Linked DNA regions of Oryctolagus cuniculus: region 2 is linked to region 1. Evidence: chromatin contacts called from public Micro-C data. All regions are on one chromosome and are shown on one strand. Each heading gives the region's core, a stretch centred on a gene start, on an enhancer-like site or on the middle of the called end of the contact. The rest is flanking DNA. Distances are from core to core; before and after follow the strand shown.

Evidence for each region. Hi-C and Micro-C count contacts between places; a contact is called where the count stands out from the background.
Region 2: a contact with region 1 is called in a Micro-C map of ear pinna, with 7 times the contacts expected there. The contact joins the promoter of SMCHD1 here to the enhancer-like site in region 1. A contact is called at or near these places in 2 of 6 Hi-C or Micro-C datasets (ear pinna and an unstated tissue).

Annotation. Positions count from the first base shown.
Region 1 is chr10:59,533,034-59,535,733 of mOryCun1.1, forward strand. No RefSeq gene overlaps it. Among named protein-coding and RNA genes, the nearest start is that of SMCHD1, 43 kb to the right of the region's middle. Within about 2 kb of position 1,393, at least 6 of the 8 cell types and tissues checked have an H3K27ac peak or open chromatin away from gene starts, as enhancers often do.
Region 2 is chr10:59,576,446-59,579,145 of mOryCun1.1, forward strand. It overlaps SMCHD1 (structural maintenance of chromosomes flexible hinge domain containing 1), which reads left to right and starts at 1,355. Exons shown (of 48, transcript XM_051851361.2): 1 at 1,355-1,946. The coding sequence starts at 1,761.

The sequences.
Region 1 (2,700 bases), core at 143-2,642:
GAAAGCAACCCCACCACCTGAAACTATGATCCTAAGCACTCAGATAATAGCAGTCCCCTACATCACCCTTGGCAAAGCATAGAAACCCCCTAGCATGATCACTCAAGCTTAAAAACAAATAGGCTACACCTGAGTTAATGAGAAGATTGTAATTTGTCTATGTCCCACATATGATTTAGGCCAATACCTGGATTAATGTCAAGATTGTAATTGCAATTGTTAAGATTGTAACTGCTATTGTTAAGATTATAAATGATATTAGTTTCCCATCGGCTTTAGGTCAGCTCGACCCCAGAAACCATGTATTCTCCCTGATCCTTGCAACCTTGTATTACCCTCCCGATTTTGTGGTTTTTGCCTTTATAACACTGTTGCTTTGGGCTTCGGGATCGAACTTCTTTAGGGCACGAGCCCACTCTCCACCGCCGGCAATAAAGGACCATCAGATTTCATCAGTGTGTGGTGCGCCTCTGCGCTTGCTCAGGTGCAACAATGCCACTCAATGTGCTTCACAGATTCAATACAATGTTCATCAAAATGCTGATGGCACTCTTCATAAAACCAGAACGAACTCCTAAATTTGCAATCCTGGTTGAAAGAACAAAATTGGAGGCATTACAATACTTCACATCAAAACATGTTACAAAGTGATAAACGAAACAACACAGGATTGGCTTTAAAAAAAAAAAAAAAAGGCACATGGACCAGTGGAACAGAATAAAGAAACCGGAGATAAATCCGTTTATTTAGAGCCAACTTATTTTTTTGACATAGGTAGCGATACCACACAAGAGAGAAGGGAAAGTTGGGGCACTGAGAAAACTGGGTCTCCCATACGCAAAAGAAAGAAACTATCCCTTCATCTCTTCATATTCCCAAATCAGCTAAAGATGGATCAAAGACTTAAATGTAAAATCTGGAACAACGAAACTACTGGAAGAAAATATAGGAATATGCTTCAGGACATTGGTCTGGGCAAAATAGTTTTTTGGGTGTGAGCCCAAAAGCATAGATAACAAATGCAAAAAAGAGACAATATCACATCAAGCTCAAAAGCTTCTGCATAGCAAACGATCAACAGGGCAGATCTCCGGAATGGGAGGCAATTTTTGCGAACTATTAATCTGAAACAGGATTAATTTATAGTGTATATAAAAAAAACACCTCAACAGAAAAAATAAAAAGCCCAAAGAATTTGATTTTAAGATGGGAATGGAAAGAAGGCGGCGGGGCACGAGCTGAGGTGCGGGCAGGGACACAGCTGGGGTCCCTGGGGTGCGGGGCGGAGTGACGCCCGCGCCGGCCGCTGGGGGCGGGGGAGGCACGGAACGGGAAACGGCCCGCGCGCCACAGCTGTGCGACGCGACTGCGCGAGCCGGGGAGGCGGGTGCAGAGCGCTGCTCCGCCCCGCTGCACGCACACCTCCAGCCTCCGCGTCGCACCGCCTCCCCCGCGGTCCTAGCGCCGCTCCGCTTCACGCGCCGCAAGCCCCGGGCGGTCTGCTGGAACCGCCTGCACCTCCCTCCAGCACCCGCGCGCGGGGGTAGGGATGGGGGTGGGGGGCGGTTCTCGCCGCCAGCCTTTCCCTGGAGAATCTGCCGATGTGCCCTGCCCTAGGGGTGGGTGATTACCCAGGAGGAGCAGGAGACCAGCTTTTCGGACAATCGCCTCTGTTAGCCTCTGCGACCACCGGCGCATTTTGGCAAAGAAAGAATTTCAGACGCATGGAGGAAATTTTAAAAGAGGAACTTCTGTGGACTTGGATTGTCCCACGTAACTCACCAATAGTAATCACAAGGATGATCAAGTTCTAAGCTGCCATCCGGCAGTGAAGGCGCTGTCCCCCGAAGATGGAAAAGCAGGTGTTGGGAGAGCCGCTCGGGACTCGCGCCGGTTCCGACGGCTGCCCTGATCCTCACAGAAATGAAGCTGGGTCCTGTGGACCGCGCCTGCGGCTTTCTTCCCCGCCACCTGCGACCGTCTGACTCGCTGCCTTCCCTCGCACACGTCAGTTACGAGGACTTTTTCTCTACCCCGCGTCAGTATGCAGCCCGTCAGCAATGTCTGGGGAGATCTGATTGCAGGCTTTTGGAGAGAGGGACCCAGGGGACCCTGATGTATGAAGCGCCCCTGAAACCCTATACACACCTAGTTCATACCCTCAAAATTTATCAGCGAATACAAAAAGTGCCTTACTTGAGAGCGAGCGCGTGGGCGTGCACGCGTGTATGTATGGAAATAAAATGGGAGAGCCATGCACCTGCAACTTTGAGCAAACAGCAGCGACGTTCTAGGAGCTGGAACCTTCAAATATAAAGGTTTCAACCCCTACTCCCTTGTTTTTGTGGGGAGAAGAGAGGGTGATTAGAACAGCCTTGGTTGGGAAGAAGGGAGTGAGTTTCTGTTCAATCTTTCCTAGTGGCCAAACTTTAAATTTGAAGACTCATATATTGACTTATTAAGCGACAGTGTTCTGAATGTGAGGGTGCTTTATCATCTTCAAAGCTGGGGAATGCCTACCTTCATACACCCGCCCGTTTCCTTGACTGCATTATCTTACTGTCCACAACGTGATCCAAGAGTGTTCTCAGATGTCCATAATCTGGTGTCTGAGTTGTGAAGATCTTTTGAAAAAGATTTTATTTATTTGAAAATCAGAGCTACACAGAGAGAAGAGAGCCAGAAAGAGAGAGGAGAGAG
Region 2 (2,700 bases), core at 105-2,604, 43 kb after region 1:
AGTTTTTGTTTGTATCTCCGTGATTGTACAATTTGTCACTACAGAGAGACCAGAAACTGATGATGAACCTCTGGCTGGAGTCCCAACTTGCTGAAGTAGAATGGCAATTTATCCAACCCATTGGACATTAGAAAAACAATTTGCTTTTCTTGTGTCATTTAAATCAAACACCAGTGCATAAAAGAATAGAAACATTCACATGAATTTGAAAGGTAAAACATAAGTTGAGATTTTTAGTCTCCCCTCTTCCCCTAAGGCACTTTCAGAAACACGAATGGCATTTGGCCACCACTTCCTCATAATTTTACCTCCCATCATCTACCGCTCCAATTTCTCCCCACTTTCAGCCACACAATTTATGTTCTCCAAACACACCGCCTTCACACTTTTGTTCCAATTGTGTTTTCTACCTGCAATATCTTGTATGTCTAGCCAATTATACACCCCTATCCCCCACCCCTAAGATCCTGGAACACTGAGGACAAGCAAATGTAGGTTTCTAAGACGCTAGTTTAATGAATCTGGCCACTGGAAAATTAACCACAGAAGGGTTGACAAACCCTGTAAAGGAGAAAATACATGAAATATTATCCAAACTTTTGGGGACTTGGAAAATCCCCAAATCTGCTACTTTGGACATCACAGATTGCCATGCTACTCTCAAGTACCAAACACTTACTAAATGTTTTTAAGAATTGTTGAGGAAATCTAGCCTTCCAACAACAACATTTGCTGTTGGGACACTCCCCCGTAATAATGGCTCTTGCTGAAAGTGTACTCAGTAAAGTATTTCACAAACATCCACTTGAGCCCTAACAAGGCGTGGATGTTACTCTCATTTATAACAGCCCAGGGAGCAGGGCTAGGGGCTGCGGGAGACAATCCCGCCCCAGGACACCCTTTGTGCCCTCCGACTGACAGACTTTGGTCCACTTTTGTTCCTGTGGCTCCCAGAACTGGAGCCCACCCAGAAGTACTAAGACACGAGGCCGGGAAAAAGCGGCGCCGAGTCTCTCGTCTTGTTTTCTCCGCGCGGGGCCCCACGTGCACGCCTCGGGGCAAGTTGCACCCCGCGAGGCCGGCGGGCCTGACGCTTCCCGCCGGGGCGTCCACACCACCCAGCTGCCCGGGCCGCAGCCCCGAGTTCCGTCCGGGTCACGGCGAGGCGGGAAGGCACCAAGACCCTCTCCGCCAAGAGAAAACAGCACCTCAGGAGACACCCCCAGATGCTACAGCGGCTGGCTTTCCCGCCTTGGCTCTTACTCGCCCCGAACCCGCGCCTCCCTCCACCTTCTCCAGGGCAAAAGGGGCGGACCCGGCGTGAGCGGCGAAGCCCCGCCCCGCCCGCGCGGCCTGCTGGATTCGCCCCTCCCCCTTCCCGCCGCCCTTCTTTCCTCCTGCGCCACAGTCTCGACGGCGGCCCTGGTGGCGGGTCTCTCTGTGGGGCCCGTGTGGGTGGCGGCGGGCGCACGGCGCGAGCCCTTAGGAGCGCGCCGCGCGTCCCTTTCTCCCCCGGAGCGGCGGGCTGCGGAAGTGACGTGTTGTTCGGGGCCGCAGCGCGTTTGAATCGGTTCCCGGGTGATCCTCTCGCCTGCCGCGGTTCAGCCGACGAGTAGGGGCTGCAACGCGCCGGGCCGAGGCCTCGAGCCGCCCCTGGGGCTGCAGCTGAAGGCGCGCCGCGCGGAGCCTGCACCTCAGCCAGTCCTGAGCGGGGCGGCGGCCAACGCCGAAGCCGCCGTCCTTTCTCCTTTTCCCCCAATATGGCAGCGGCGGGTGATGGCGGGTCTGGCGGGCCCTCGCTGGGGACTGGGGAGGACGGCGGAGGCGACGGCCACAGGACGGTGTACTTGTTTGACCGACGCGAGAAAGAGTCCGAGCTCGGAGACCGGGCGCTGCAGATCGCGGAGCACTCGGACTACGCGGGCTTCCGCGCGTCGGTGTGTCAGGTACGGGAAGGAGGGATGCGCGGGTGGAGTTGGGGTGGGAGTGTGCCGAGAAACCCAAGTTGCTCACCGAGGGCAATAAACCTGTCACCCGGCCGCAACCCTGCGGCCTTGACTTCTCGCTCTCGGGGGCCCCGCCATGCCTGTGACCCGGCGCCTGGAAGCCGTCGTTCGGCCCTGGCTCGGGCCTCCGAGTGCGGAGCCGGCGTCTCTGCGGGCCTCCGGCCCTTCCTCCCTAACTCTGGCGACGCAGGCTTGGAGCCCTCGGGGCCCGTTGGCCCCTGGAGGGCTAAGCGTGATCGGGGTCGTTCGGTTCGTTCTTCACGGTGTCTTGTGTTCCTTTGGTAAGTTTTTAATCCTGTAAGTGAAGAGCAGAGTTTTCCCCCGGTGACTCTGTTGTGGGTGTTGCGAAGGGCAGACAATGTGAAATTCCTGGAGTTGATTTTTACCTCGGGTTCCTGAGAGGGTGCAGGCGCCTCTCCCGGGTTGTCGAAGACGGTGTGTGGGGCCCGCGGGGTCCTTGCGCGCGGAAACGCTGGTCCAGCTCGCGTCGGAGGTGGAGCTGCCCTTCTGGTTTTCTGAGTCCTGGTCCTGCATTACCTCTAAGGGGGGCCGTGGGTAGCAGGGAGCGCCCGGGAACGCGTCTACTCCTTGTCTTGGGGTGCTTTAAAAATGAATGACTATGTAGGAGAACCTGCTTTGAACTGTGAGGTGCCTTATGGATTGGGGGTGTATTGTCTGGAAGGTCTTTGAAGAA